Regions from separate parts of the Mus musculus genome. Here all the other regions are linked to region 2. A link is a contact called in public HiChIP or PLAC-seq data. All regions are on one chromosome and are shown on one strand. The core of a region is the stretch at or near the end of the contact, and the rest is flanking DNA. Distances in the headings are between cores, read along the strand shown.

Evidence for each region. HiChIP or PLAC-seq counts read pairs in DNA pulled down with a chosen protein or histone mark.
Region 1: an H3K27ac HiChIP or PLAC-seq map of trophoblast stem cells shows a contact between it and region 2, with 18 read pairs. The contact joins the enhancer-like site here to the promoter of Msx2 in region 2. A contact is called at or near these places in 4 of 39 promoter capture datasets (cranial neural crest, frontonasal cranial neural crest, second pharyngeal arch cranial neural crest and 1 more), 5 of 484 Hi-C or Micro-C datasets (embryonic somatosensory cortex, embryonic stem cells, group 2 innate lymphoid cells and 1 more), 7 of 115 datasets of contacts at active chromatin or transcription factors (craniofacial prominence, embryonic forebrain, embryonic hindbrain and 4 more) and 3 of 9 other capture datasets (embryonic tail, liver and pancreatic islet).
Region 3: a contact with region 2 is called in an H3K27ac HiChIP or PLAC-seq map of extraembryonic endoderm stem cells. The contact joins the enhancer-like site here to the promoter of Msx2 in region 2. A contact is called at or near these places in 4 of 39 promoter capture datasets (cranial neural crest, frontonasal cranial neural crest, maxillary cranial neural crest and 1 more), 1 of 15 datasets of contacts at CTCF or cohesin (the NIH/3T3 cell line), 12 of 484 Hi-C or Micro-C datasets (embryonic fibroblasts, embryonic stem cells, extraembryonic ectoderm and 6 more), 13 of 115 datasets of contacts at active chromatin or transcription factors (astrocytes, craniofacial prominence, embryonic forebrain and 7 more) and 2 of 9 other capture datasets (embryonic tail and pancreatic islet).

Annotation. Positions count from the first base shown.
Region 1 is chr13:53,550,866-53,554,880 of GRCm38.p6, reverse strand. No RefSeq gene overlaps it. Among named protein-coding and RNA genes, the nearest start is that of Gm34022, 20 kb to the right of the region's middle. Within about 2 kb of position 1,375, at least 28 of the 459 cell types and tissues checked have an H3K27ac peak or open chromatin away from gene starts, as enhancers often do. A contact at or near this core is called in craniofacial prominence and trophoblast stem cells, where this site is marked.
Region 2 is chr13:53,471,196-53,475,022 of GRCm38.p6, reverse strand. It overlaps Msx2 (msh homeobox 2), which reads left to right and starts at 2,243. Exons shown (of 2, transcript NM_013601.2): 1 at 2,243-2,691. The coding sequence starts at 2,313. Gm33763 (a long non-coding RNA gene) reads right to left here. Exons shown (of 4, transcript XR_873406.2): 2 at 1-1,048.
Region 3 is chr13:53,571,928-53,575,765 of GRCm38.p6, reverse strand. No RefSeq gene overlaps it. Among named protein-coding and RNA genes, the nearest start is that of Gm34022, 41 kb to the right of the region's middle. Within about 2 kb of position 2,460, at least 6 of the 459 cell types and tissues checked have an H3K27ac peak or open chromatin away from gene starts, as enhancers often do. A contact at or near this core is called in extraembryonic endoderm stem cells and trophoblast stem cells, where this site is marked.

The DNA of each region.
Region 1 (4,015 bases), core at 126-2,625, 81 kb before region 2:
AACTGGACTGAAGCTTTCGGCTAGCTGTCAGTTCTCTGGGGGCTTTAAGAGCCCTGGCTGTGTCTTCTGAGTGAACATGTCCTGCACTCCTAGGTCAAAAAGCAACAAAAAACATGGTTGGACCCAGTACATGCAAAGCTTCAGAGAGTGAGCTAAGCCAGGCAAATGTCTGCTTAGTGAATACGTTAATAGGCATGTAATTTAGATGTGGTCATTTACAATTTTATAATATGTTCATATAAAAACATCCCCCCCCCCCAGTATATTCACCGCCTGAAATGGCTCCTAATTCCATCCTTAACTTCTGGATTTAGCATCTGGTGCAGAGAGCTGACTCCTGCAACAGACAATCGGCCTGTTTTACAGACCCTCTCCCCACCTCTCTCTGAGCGTGCTGACATCAGGGCTTGAAGCTCCCACGTCTGCGGCTGTGGCTGTGGCTGTGGCTGCAAACAGATCCACGTCCCATTTGCATGACATGAGCACAGACCGGATTGTGTGCCTGCTCTGGGTGTGTGTGCCTTCGTGCCCTCCACAAAAGAGCCGTGCAGAGTCGCTTTTCAGGCAGGGGCTTTAAAGGCTTATTTACCATGACATCCAGCACTTGTAATTCGAGGTCATAGCCCGAGGAAGAATTGCTAAATCTGTGTTAAAAAAAAAAGTCTCTGCCTTTTTTCCCCTCCCTTGCAGATTCTGTCAGATTATCTCTTTAAGAATTCTAACCCCGTGATGTTTGAGGTGGTTTTAAACTAATGTACATTCCCCAAACGTTTCTTTGTTGTTTGCTATAAAGCAATTGAGAGATTCCCAAGAACTGAAGAGCTTTGTCAAAGCTCGCTGCAAAAGGCGACTCCCTCTCTTCTAAAGGGCGTTTTGAAAGGAAGAAAACTTGTGGGGGGGAGCGGGTTGCATTCATCCCTGACCAATAGAGAGAACCATTTCAGAAGGCCAAGCCGGGTCTGGTTGCTCAGGTGTTCCTCTACATCATCATCATCATCACCACCACCACCATCATCATCATCATCCACCCATCGTCATCGTCATCCTCATCCTCCCAGGGTCCACTGAGGCCTGAGGAGCAGAAGAGGTGAGCCAAGCTGGCTGACAACAGTCCAGGCTGAGGCCATGTGTTTGCAGAGCTCTGCCCAAGCTCAGGGCCTGTGTTCACTGGACTCTGCCCACTTCCTCCTTTGAGGCAGGTAACCACTTCTGCATACGTTAAGCCAAGCGCTGGCCTCTGTTTGGACCCAAGCGGACAGGGCAGATCTTAAATAGCAGCCACCCACGTAAGAATCGTACGGGGATGAAGAAGTGCATTCAGGCCTCTAGGACCCAGGAGAGGGAGGCTCACTGCTTCTGTACATGGCCACTGGGCATTTTGTGAGAGAGCTGTGTCAGCAAAGCCATGTCAAGAGCTGAGGTGACAGTCGGGAAGAACAGAGGGTGTGGAGCAGGAAGTGGAGCAGCGCTGGCTCTGGACTGATAGGTGTAGCATTCGTGGTCTTGATCTCAAAATAAGGGGAGACAAGTACGACATCTGTGCTGAGCCCACACAGCCATTTCCTGTGGCTTCCAGTAACACACTCTGAGAACTGCTTACATAGAGTCTATATGGTAGAGACTCCTCTAGAGCATCTGGAGGTGTGTGCAGGCGGGGATTGGTTTTGGAAAAAATATTGTATGTTCTCATAGTATGGGTCTTAAGTGTTCTTACATAGTCTCTCTCTGTCTCTGAGTCTGTCTTTGCCCATCTCTTCGTCTTCAGTCTCTCTGCCTCTCTGAGTCTGCCTTTGTCTGTCTCTCTGTCAGTCGATCTGTTTCTCTGTCTCTGTCTGTCTCTCACATGCACACACTGTATCTGTCTCTCTGTCTCTCTGTCTCTCTTACTCACACTCTGTCTGTCTCTTTGTCTGCCTGCCTATCTGTCTCTTTGTCTGTCTGACTCTCTTACACACCCACACTCTGTCTCTCTGTGTGTCTCTCTCTCACACACACTCTCACACACTCACACATACTCTCTCACACACTCACACACTCTCTCTCACACACACTCACACACACACTCACACACACACATCAAACTGCACAGAGGAGACTGGATCTTCAGCTCCTCCCTGCTGCACATTGCACGTCGCCCTTCCATCTCACCCAATCCTTTCCTCTTCCAGAAGAAAACCTTCACTACTTTTTCTTTTCATTTCCTGGAATTGACTCTAGGCCAGGGCCTACTAAACAAGCACTCTTCTGCTTGTAGATTGGTATCCCAGGAGCCTTCCCTTCCACCACTGAAAACAGTTCCTCAGAACATCTTAGGAATGAATGCAGGTACAAAACACGCCTGTGAACTGAGGCAAGGCGGTTGGGGTGGCTTCCCTGTGGAGTACTACCTGACACCTCTATCTGGAGACTCTGGATTTTCCTTCCTCAATAAAGAAGCAAGCAGTGAGAGGCACCCCAAGGACCCCGCCCAGATCTGATGCCTTGTACCACACACTGACCCTAGATGATGTGGCTGGAGGGTCACCCTGGCCATGAGCAAGGCTGACTGGTAACTAGGCAATGTGAAGATGGGTTAGAAATGAAATCCCCACTTTTCATCGAGCTTTATTAATTGTGATGTGATTCTGAGTGACTTAGCAACTGCCTATGTTTCCTTAAAAATCCTCTGATGGAGATACAGAGATTGCTCAGAAGACCTAAGTGCAGATTGCCAGAACACAGCTGAATGCCGGGAGCCAGAGCTCAGGTCTGCATCCCCAGCACTGGGGCAGCTGAGACAGGAGGGTGCTGAGGGCCTACGGGCCAAAATGCAGAGCTCCAGATTCAGTGGGAGACCCTACCTCAGAGAGAGAGAGAGAGAGAGAGAGAGAGAGAGAGAGAGAGAGAGAGAGAGATGGGGAAGAGAACCCAAAACAACCTCTGGCCTCCACACATGTATGCACAGGCAATACACACATACATGTGCATACATGCGCATGTGCACAGAGAGAGAGAGAGAGAGAGAGAGAGAGAGAGAGAGAGAGAGAGATGAGACGAGACAGAGACAGAGACAGAGACAGAGACAGAGACAGAGACAGAGACAGAGACAGACTCTTTTGTTTGAACACTTGGTCACCAGCTGGTGGCACTCTTTTGGAAAGTGGTAGAACCTTTTGACTGAGAGGGCTCAGCTGGCAGAAGTTGGCCTCTGGGAAAACAGCCTTCAAGTTTAGAGCACGGCCATTTTTCCTACCCTTTTGCCCTTCCTTGGTCCTTTAAGTTGTGACTAACAGCTATGTCAGACTGTTAGCTGCTCCCATGCCTTCCCAGCCATGACAAACCATATCTTCCTGTACTACAAGCCAAAGCAGGTTCTCCTACGGTAAGTTGCTTCTTGGTGGGTATTTAGTGGAAGCCATGAGGAGTTGCTATGGTAATTTAGTGCCTTGCTATGGTAATTTAGTGCCAGCTCCATTCCTGTGATATACCTGGCCTTATGGCTTACAGGCCTTTGGAACCAATTTACGGGAAGACCATGGAAGGGTTCGGAACCAGGGGTTAGTGAAGCCCAACGAATTCCACCTATGTTCTGAAAACATGATTGGGGGCTGAATTCACAAGTAATAGATTAAGCTTTTAATAGAGGACCTTTCAGACACCATAACATCTAAGCTAGGACATGTTTGCTGCTCTTTGCTCTTAGACTCAGTGACAGAAAATAATGTGACAAATGCAGGCTGGAAAAGGTGTTGGATCCCCTTGAAACTGTAGTTACAGATAGTTGTGATCTGTCATGTAGGTGCTGAGAACAGAGCCCAGGTCCTCTGGGGAAGCCTCCAGTGACTTTAACTGCTAAGCTGTGTCTCCAGCCTCAACGTTGAACTTTTGAACAGTACTGAAACTGTTAAGACTACGAAGACTTTTGAAGTTAAACTGAATTCATTTTGCAGAGTGAGGTGGCCATAAACTTTTGGGGGACAAGGGCACAATGCTATGGTTTGGATATAAGATGACCGTCACAGTTTTTGCGGTCCTC
Region 2 (3,827 bases), core at 994-3,493:
CACCGTTTCCCTTTCAGTGTCTTAGCATTTCCCCCCAAATAGTGCAGGAGAGACTGAACTTTTCCTCTGAAGGAGACAGTTTAAAAAAAAAATAGAGACATTCCAATGGAATTGTTTTGTTTTTTTAACTTCCTAAGACTCTACCTGTGCCCCTAAAGTAACACATTTTAAGGATAAGTTTTCCGATTATTTATAAAGCATTGGTTGGGTTCAGGACAATTGAAACGTGAACTTCATTGTATTCTTCGGCAGCTGAGGACTAAACGAATTTTAGATTTGCTTCCAAAATACATAACCCCACATCTTGCCTCACTTATTGAGAGGACATACAACTCAATCTGAATTTACCTGTATTGTATTTGAGATCCCTATCATCAGATGTGACTCCAGGGAAAATACATGTCTCCAAATCACCTTCGTTGTCTTCTTTTGGCTTTCCCGGGCTTCCAGTTAGCAACAACAAAGTACTTGTATCTTGTGGTAGGAGAAAGTTTCACAGGTTTTTAGAAGCCTCATTTAGAACTTCTTATCATTAAAAGAAAACCTTTCAAAACTGAACTGAATTATCTGGTGAAGACTTTTTTTTTTTTAATCTTCTAAGATTTCTACATCTATGGGTTCCCTCAGACCAGCGAGATTTCACTCTGGGTAAATGTTTGAGGCAAAGGTCCCTGTTTCAGAGAGGTAAGCTGGAAGGATCTGGAGGTCTAGGCAGTCAAGTTTCTAAGTCTTCTAAACTGGGGTACCTGCTAAGCTCTGGTCATTGAAAGCAACTTGGAGCAATGGTCCTCCCCTTTGGTGCTGGAGGGAGTATTTAGGGAGCATTTGCTGTTTGGGACCAGCGCTTAGCAGGCTCTTCTTTCCCCCACCAGTCCGGATGGGTTTTTGGATCTATGAAAAAGCTTCTGCAGCCTGAAATGGGTTGTTTGCAGCGATCTTTCTGCTCCTGCTGGCTTGCGGGCAAGGGAGGTGCAGAATTATTTCAGGCCTCTGTCTCAAAACTCTCTTCTTCCATGCATTGATACAGTTGGTCACTGATGCTTTGGGGCTGCAGTTAGATAGAGAGTGTGCTTTAGGGTGGGATCCTGATAGGTATGCTGCTTAAAATTTCAAAGTCAGGTGAGATGAGCTTTCCCCAAAGATATTCAGGCTTTGGGTTTGCAAAGTCGAACCCTGTTATTTGCAGAGAGAATAAAGACACTAAATGTCACAAATACCCTTCTCCCCTGCCCATCACCTCCCAAGGCAGATGCTATCCTGACACCTGAACTCCAATGACAAACACAAACTCAAAAAAAAAAAAAAAAAAAAAAAACCTCATGAGCACACTTTTGCACGGGCCTAGAGAGGAGACTCAAGGGGTGAGAAAATATCCCCATTGACAGTTTCTAAAACTTGTCCTGTTTGGACAGAGTATGAAATGGAGATCATTTGTGTAAATTAGCTGCCAGGAACCAATGGGCGCTGGGTCTGCTGGTGCACACCTACACTCTCAACACCAGGGACGAAGCCAGTGGGGTAGCAAGTTCAGGACCATCTTGGGTAAGATAGGGAGCGACTTCTAAGCTAGCCAGAGCTGGAGAGCAAGAGTCTGTTTTAAAGGAAAAAAAAAGGGAGAAAGGGTAGAGATTAGTTGAATATCCCTTGACCACCTCTCAGCCTTTCTCATCTTTGTCCCTTTTCTTAAGGAATGAGTTACAGCTAATGTCTTGGAACACTCTCCAAAGATAAGACAACTAAGGACCATGCCTAAACTATTTCTATTAGTAAAGATGCTGCTATTGTTTTCCATTATAGTTACAAAGATACACTAGTTTGAGCTCATAGTGGGAGCTTTATAAATGTTCCATGCCCTCCGCAGATTTCCAACATTCTCAGGCGGGAGCGTGTGGGATCGGCACCAGAAACACTTTAAAGAGGGGTTAAAAGACAAGAAATGAGACTCGGCAAGCTTCCTCTTTAAACAATCGGCTTTAATTACGCCTTAGACTTTTCAGTTTGGGCGATTATAACCCTTGAGGGATCGCCTAATAACAACTCTGCTGACTGCTCCTGTAATTAACTCCTAATTTATTTCAAACGGGGCGGGGGAAGGGCCCCAAGCCTCTCCAGGGAGAGCCAATCGGTGGCGAGCGTCCGTGGCGTCAGGAGCAGGGCCGTCGCCAGTTGGTTGAGCCGAGTCTCCCACTTCCCCTCGGAGGACAGGCTGGGCTCCCAGCGCGCCCCTGCCGGCTCCCCCCCCAAAAGTTGGAGTCTTCGCTTGAGAGTTGCCAGCGGAGTCGCGCGCCGACAGCTACGCGGCGCAGAAAGTCATGGCTTCTCCGACTAAAGGCGGTGACTTGTTTTCGTCGGATGAGGAGGGCCCCGCGGTACTGGCCGGCCCGGGTCCCGGGCCTGGAGGAGCCGAGGGCAGCGCAGAGGAACGCAGGGTCAAGGTCTCCAGCCTGCCCTTCAGCGTGGAGGCGCTCATGTCCGACAAGAAGCCGCCCAAGGAATCGCCCGCGGTGCCACCCGACTGCGCCTCGGCTGGCGCTGTCCTGCGGCCGCTGCTGCTGCCGGGACACGGCGTCCGGGACGCTCACAGTCCCGGGCCTCTCGTCAAGCCCTTCGAGACCGCCTCGGTCAAGTCGGAAAATTCCGAAGACGGAGCACCGTGGATACAGGAGCCCGGCAGATACTCCCCGCCGCCCAGTGAGTGCGCGTCTGGGACGGGATCCGGGCTGGACCAGCGCGAGGGGTCCCAGAGGGGCTGGGGAACGGGTGTTAACAGGATGATGCTCTTGACCCCCCTGGTACCCCAGTTCAGCGGGCGGTCCGCATCCCAGAATCCCTAGCTTCGAGGAATCTGCAGTACCTGAGCGCTGGCTGGCATTTGAAAACCAAACCAAGTTGTTGATTTCTGCAGTCCTTAGCCCCCTGCTCCGAAAACTTCATATTTGTGTACCTGCCCGGGAAATAGGGGAGAGTCGCTGTTTTGTTTTGTTGAGTCAGGGTCTCCTGTGGCCCGTGCTGGTATGCAGCTCAGGATGGTCTTGAACTCGTCATCTTACTCCACCACCTAAGTACTAGAATAACTGGTGTGCACCACCACACCGGGCTGGGATCCACTTTAAATGAGTATTGAAATGTGGTTTTGCTGGCCTTCAAAATATACAGGCAGCCCCATGAAGTTCACCCCACTATAAAGACTAGACAACTGGAAGTTAACCAGACATGGAGCAGACATACTTGGTAGTCTTCGAACTCCAGTGTCCATCCTATGAAGGGAAGGTGGCAGGCAGAGACTGATTCGGAAAGGAAGCTTCTTGTATTCTAGTCCGTTGTTGGTTAGGTTCTGCGTGTTGCAGGGAGCTAGTTTGGGCCAGACCCTCGTGGGCTCTCCTGGGTTCACAGTAATAATTAACAGCATTCCTTCAGAACTTGAGAATGTACAGTGAGGTGGCCACAAGTTCGCCAGATTTGGCTGCTTGCTAGAACCTCAAAGTACAGGCAGAGGCATGCCACCTGTGGCTACCCCTTCAGACTTGGTGGCTAGTGCTTAGAGGATTGCTCTTGCTTGGTCCAGGTTACCATTCATACTTGCAATGGGCATGGGGGTCTGGTGTCCATGCTCTCTGCCCCCTCTTTTGAGGGTGATGGCCATATTGCTATTTTCACTGCACCCCACTTCCTCCAGGGAGGCTGTGCCGACTTCCTTTCCAGACTTAGCATCCCTTTGGGGTCCATTCCTGAAACTTTGTTTTTAGTTTTATCTCTTGGCCTTTGAGGTTTATCTCTTCTGTTGCCTTTTTTCCTGCCCCCCCCCCCATCAAACTTTGGGAAAGTTG
Region 3 (3,838 bases), core at 1,211-3,710, 100 kb before region 2:
GTTTTTACATTTTAGATTTCTTTTTAAAAAGGAAACCTTGTGAAACTGGGGCCACTGTCCACCATGGCTGCTGCACACAAGAGCGGGCAACAGCTCTTAAGAACTTTGGTTGTTTATTGGCCTCTGCCAGCCCCACCCCATATCACAGCTCTCATCTGACCTTGTAAGTGTGGGGTTCCTAACTTGGGTATTGCTCTGCCTATAATAAATTGCTTTCATTTTATCATCAAGAGATGGTGCACCTTAGCCCTAACCCCATGACATAAATCCCCCTAGGAAGACACGAGCAGAGGTTTCTTCAAATGTTTCTCATGCCACTCTCCGAATCCCATGACACAAGTCAAGATACAGAAATGCCACAGAGCCACGTCTGCTAAATTTAATTTTTCCAGGCATAGAATCTGAACTTCTAGTACAATCCCTGAGAGACATTGTAGCCACACAGAATCTTTAGGTGCACTAGTGGGCGGTGCAGTTGACAGCATCTGCAGCAGTATGCAGCTACTGCACTCCTGGCCTCATTGCATCCTCTGCTGATGTAAGGACGGGAATCAGTGTTTACCAAGCCTGTCTGGGTACCACACAGAGATCCTTCTACTCATCATTCCACTTTCTTCTCCCAGTCCTTGAGTTAGGTTCACGAGTCCTGACACTGGTTGACATCTACAAGCAAGGGACTGGTCCCAGGACCTCTATAAATACTTCTCATTTTTAAATTAGCATATCCTTCAGACGAAACCCATCGTGGGCTCCTGTGTACTTCAGATCGTGTCTGGATGACTTTCCATAACTAATGCAATGAGGGTGACTTGGGAAAAGCTGTTAGACTCTACCATTTAGGCAGTGATGGGGAGAAAAAGCCATCTCTCTATTCAGGACAAATGTTACTGCTTTCTCAGTAATTTTGGTCCATTGGTGACCCATGGATCTGGAGTGTGAAGGTACAGAAGGAGAAACGGGGAGATGATGCTCTCTGTGTTAGACCACACCTTTAGGAGAGGCAGGGCTAGAGTTCAAGCCTGGGACTAACTCAAAGTTACCACATAAGAATACAGTTGCCAATATGTCTCTTTCCAGCTGACAGCAAGAAGGAGTGCCTGGATAGAAGTATTGGGGTGGGGGTGGGGATAAGTTTTCTTAACATTCCTTTTTTTCCAAATAACTGCAATTTTTACACCCACTTAGTGCATATAGCTCCCAAATAAAAGACATGGTGACCTGGTATTTTTATTAACAAGCTCCTGGCACTACGCTGGACAGGTCCTTAGGTATTCTAACCCTCTATGGTCTAACCCTCTACGGCAATTAGTACACAGATAAATGCCTCATGACTGGACATCTCAGTCTCACCTTGGCTCACTCTGCTCCGTGTGTGTCCTCGAGGCTGCTCTCTCATCGTGACCTCATGGTGAATCCTCCTGGTGTCCACATGGTCTTTCCACACTTGTCTTCTCTTTCTCTACTTGGGACCCTTTCACTAAGATCTGATATCCCATGTCTACTGTCCTCTCCTGCTTAGTCATGGTCCAAGTCTGTTCTTTGTTAACCAATCAGAGAAGCTGGAAAACAATTTGTACATAACACTGGGACCAGAGATGCTTGGCCATGCTGCATCCAGATGTCTGGGCACAAAAATCACCATCTGAATATATGCTACACAAGACCAACCCACAACAGCCCTGGTTGAAAACGTCTCAGGGAGGAAGTCATGTCTCCCCTGCCATACATCTGTACAAGAAGCCAGAAGCGGAGAGGCTGCAGTAGGTGGGCATCTGAACTGGCCTCCACAATCTACTTTCTATTGCTTGCCAAGGACACGTGACCCTGGAGACTGCTGATCATGTCATGTGACAGTACATACTGGCTAGTGAAGTAATTTGTAATGTTATATGTGTAGCTGACTTGGAGTGGCAGCCCTCCAGATTCAGGATCTGGGCTGTCTTAACAGAAAGCTTGTGATCAAAACTTGAAAGCGTTTGAAACAAAACTCAACAGTTCTGGGGTTGCTATCTGCTTCTCTTTCTTCACAGTTGTTCGGTTTTTTCTTCTCGTTTTCTGTTGGATAATCAGTCGCTTTCCCATTGGCCCCTTTTCTGCCTTTATTTTAGATCTGCACCATGATACCGCAAAAGTTGTTTTCCCCCCCAGGAAAGCGTCTCTGCTCCAGTGAGAGAAATAAAGACTAAACTGACAAAGCTGGAGTCCTGAAAAGCCGATTCAGCGGCCAATCTATTGATAAGATTAGTCCTTGGGAGAGCAGCATTCACAGCGAAACCCCTAACTCCAGCGATTACAAGACAGCCTTGGAATTTTGATATTCTCCGGGCGGAATGTATTTGAACAGGTGGGCTTCAAAAAAAAAGCATGTCACATTTGTTCTAGCTCAAACATCAGTAGACCATTCTAGTATCTAGACCAGGCCAAAGGCAGAAAGAGACCGAAGGGCTAAGAAAGAAAGGAGACGGGAAGCAAGCTGTGAGTCCTGTCTTTTGTAGAGACAAGAGGGTGCTGCTCACCCAGTGAGGACACTCCCTCTGGTTCTCTCACAGCCTGATTGCACTGCTGACATTTAACAAGCCCTGTCTATTGAAATTTCACTTTGTAACCTATGTTGTCATAGAGGGAAATGAGTCAGTTGGAGCACTTAAACAAGACGGCTGTTTGAAGAACATGTGAACTATTAATTGCCATCAATTAGACCTGCTGGGTTGGTTTGGTCTCTAGGCAAAAGATTAGGGAACCGCCCACAGGCTCTTCCTCTCTGAGGCTACAGGCCTTGGAAATCCACCCAGGAATGGCAGCGCATCCAACTTTTTCTCCAGGGAAGCTGGCCTACCAGTGTTGGCTTACTCGGCAAGATTCTTTTCTCCACTAGAAGGCGTAGATTTCAAAGGTCTTTCCCCTGCTACCGTACGGATAAGACAAATTGTAGTTCAACAGTGGCATTGCAGAGCCATGAAATAAGACTGAGCATTCCCTGGGAAGTGAGCAGAGGACACTGTTGTCTGAGTGAAAAAAACGCCCCTCATATCTCATGTCTTTGAACATTTGGCCCCCAGTTGGTAGCACCCTTTGGGAAGGTAGAGGAACATTTAGGAGGTGGGAACCTTACTGGAGGAAGTATGTCACTAGGGGCAGGCTCTGAGAGTTTATAGCCTGGCCCCACTTCCTGCTATCTTTTTGTTTCCTGTCTACCAGGACAACCTCACTCTCAAGTGGTCATGCCTTCTCAGCTTTGACGGGCTGTATCCCTGTCTGAGGCTGCAAGACAAAATCAGTCCCTTCTTTCCGAAGTTGCTGTTTAATTATATGTGTGTATAGTGACTAATAGGATATTCTGTAGAATAGTTTCGGGAAGTTTCTTCAAGCAACTCGGGCAAAGTCGAGGAAGTTGCTTCAAACAGTGGTGTTAGTTGGGGATCTACCAACCTCTTCAAATAAAGTTAAACTTACGTTCAATCACAGTCTCACAGCCAATAAAGAAAAAGCTAGGTCTACCACAGATCCATGCCCAAACTAGCCAAACTACGGATTGAGCTGAGTTTTCCACCAAATTCTTATGGGAAGTTCTCATGCTTAGAACTTCAGAATGTGACCTAGTTTGTAGGTGTCATTAGTTTCCAAAATGGCGATCCTAGAGTAGAGTAGATACCTAATCTAATATGATACCCTAATTAGAAACAGAAATTTGTTTTTATTAATTTGGCAATCACTACTTGTGTGGGTGTGTTTGTGTGTGTGAGAGGGAGAGGGTACATACATGTGCCACAGCACACATGTAGAGATCAGCAGACAGCTTTGTGCGGTTGGCTCTCTCCTTCTACCCTTCCCGAAGTTT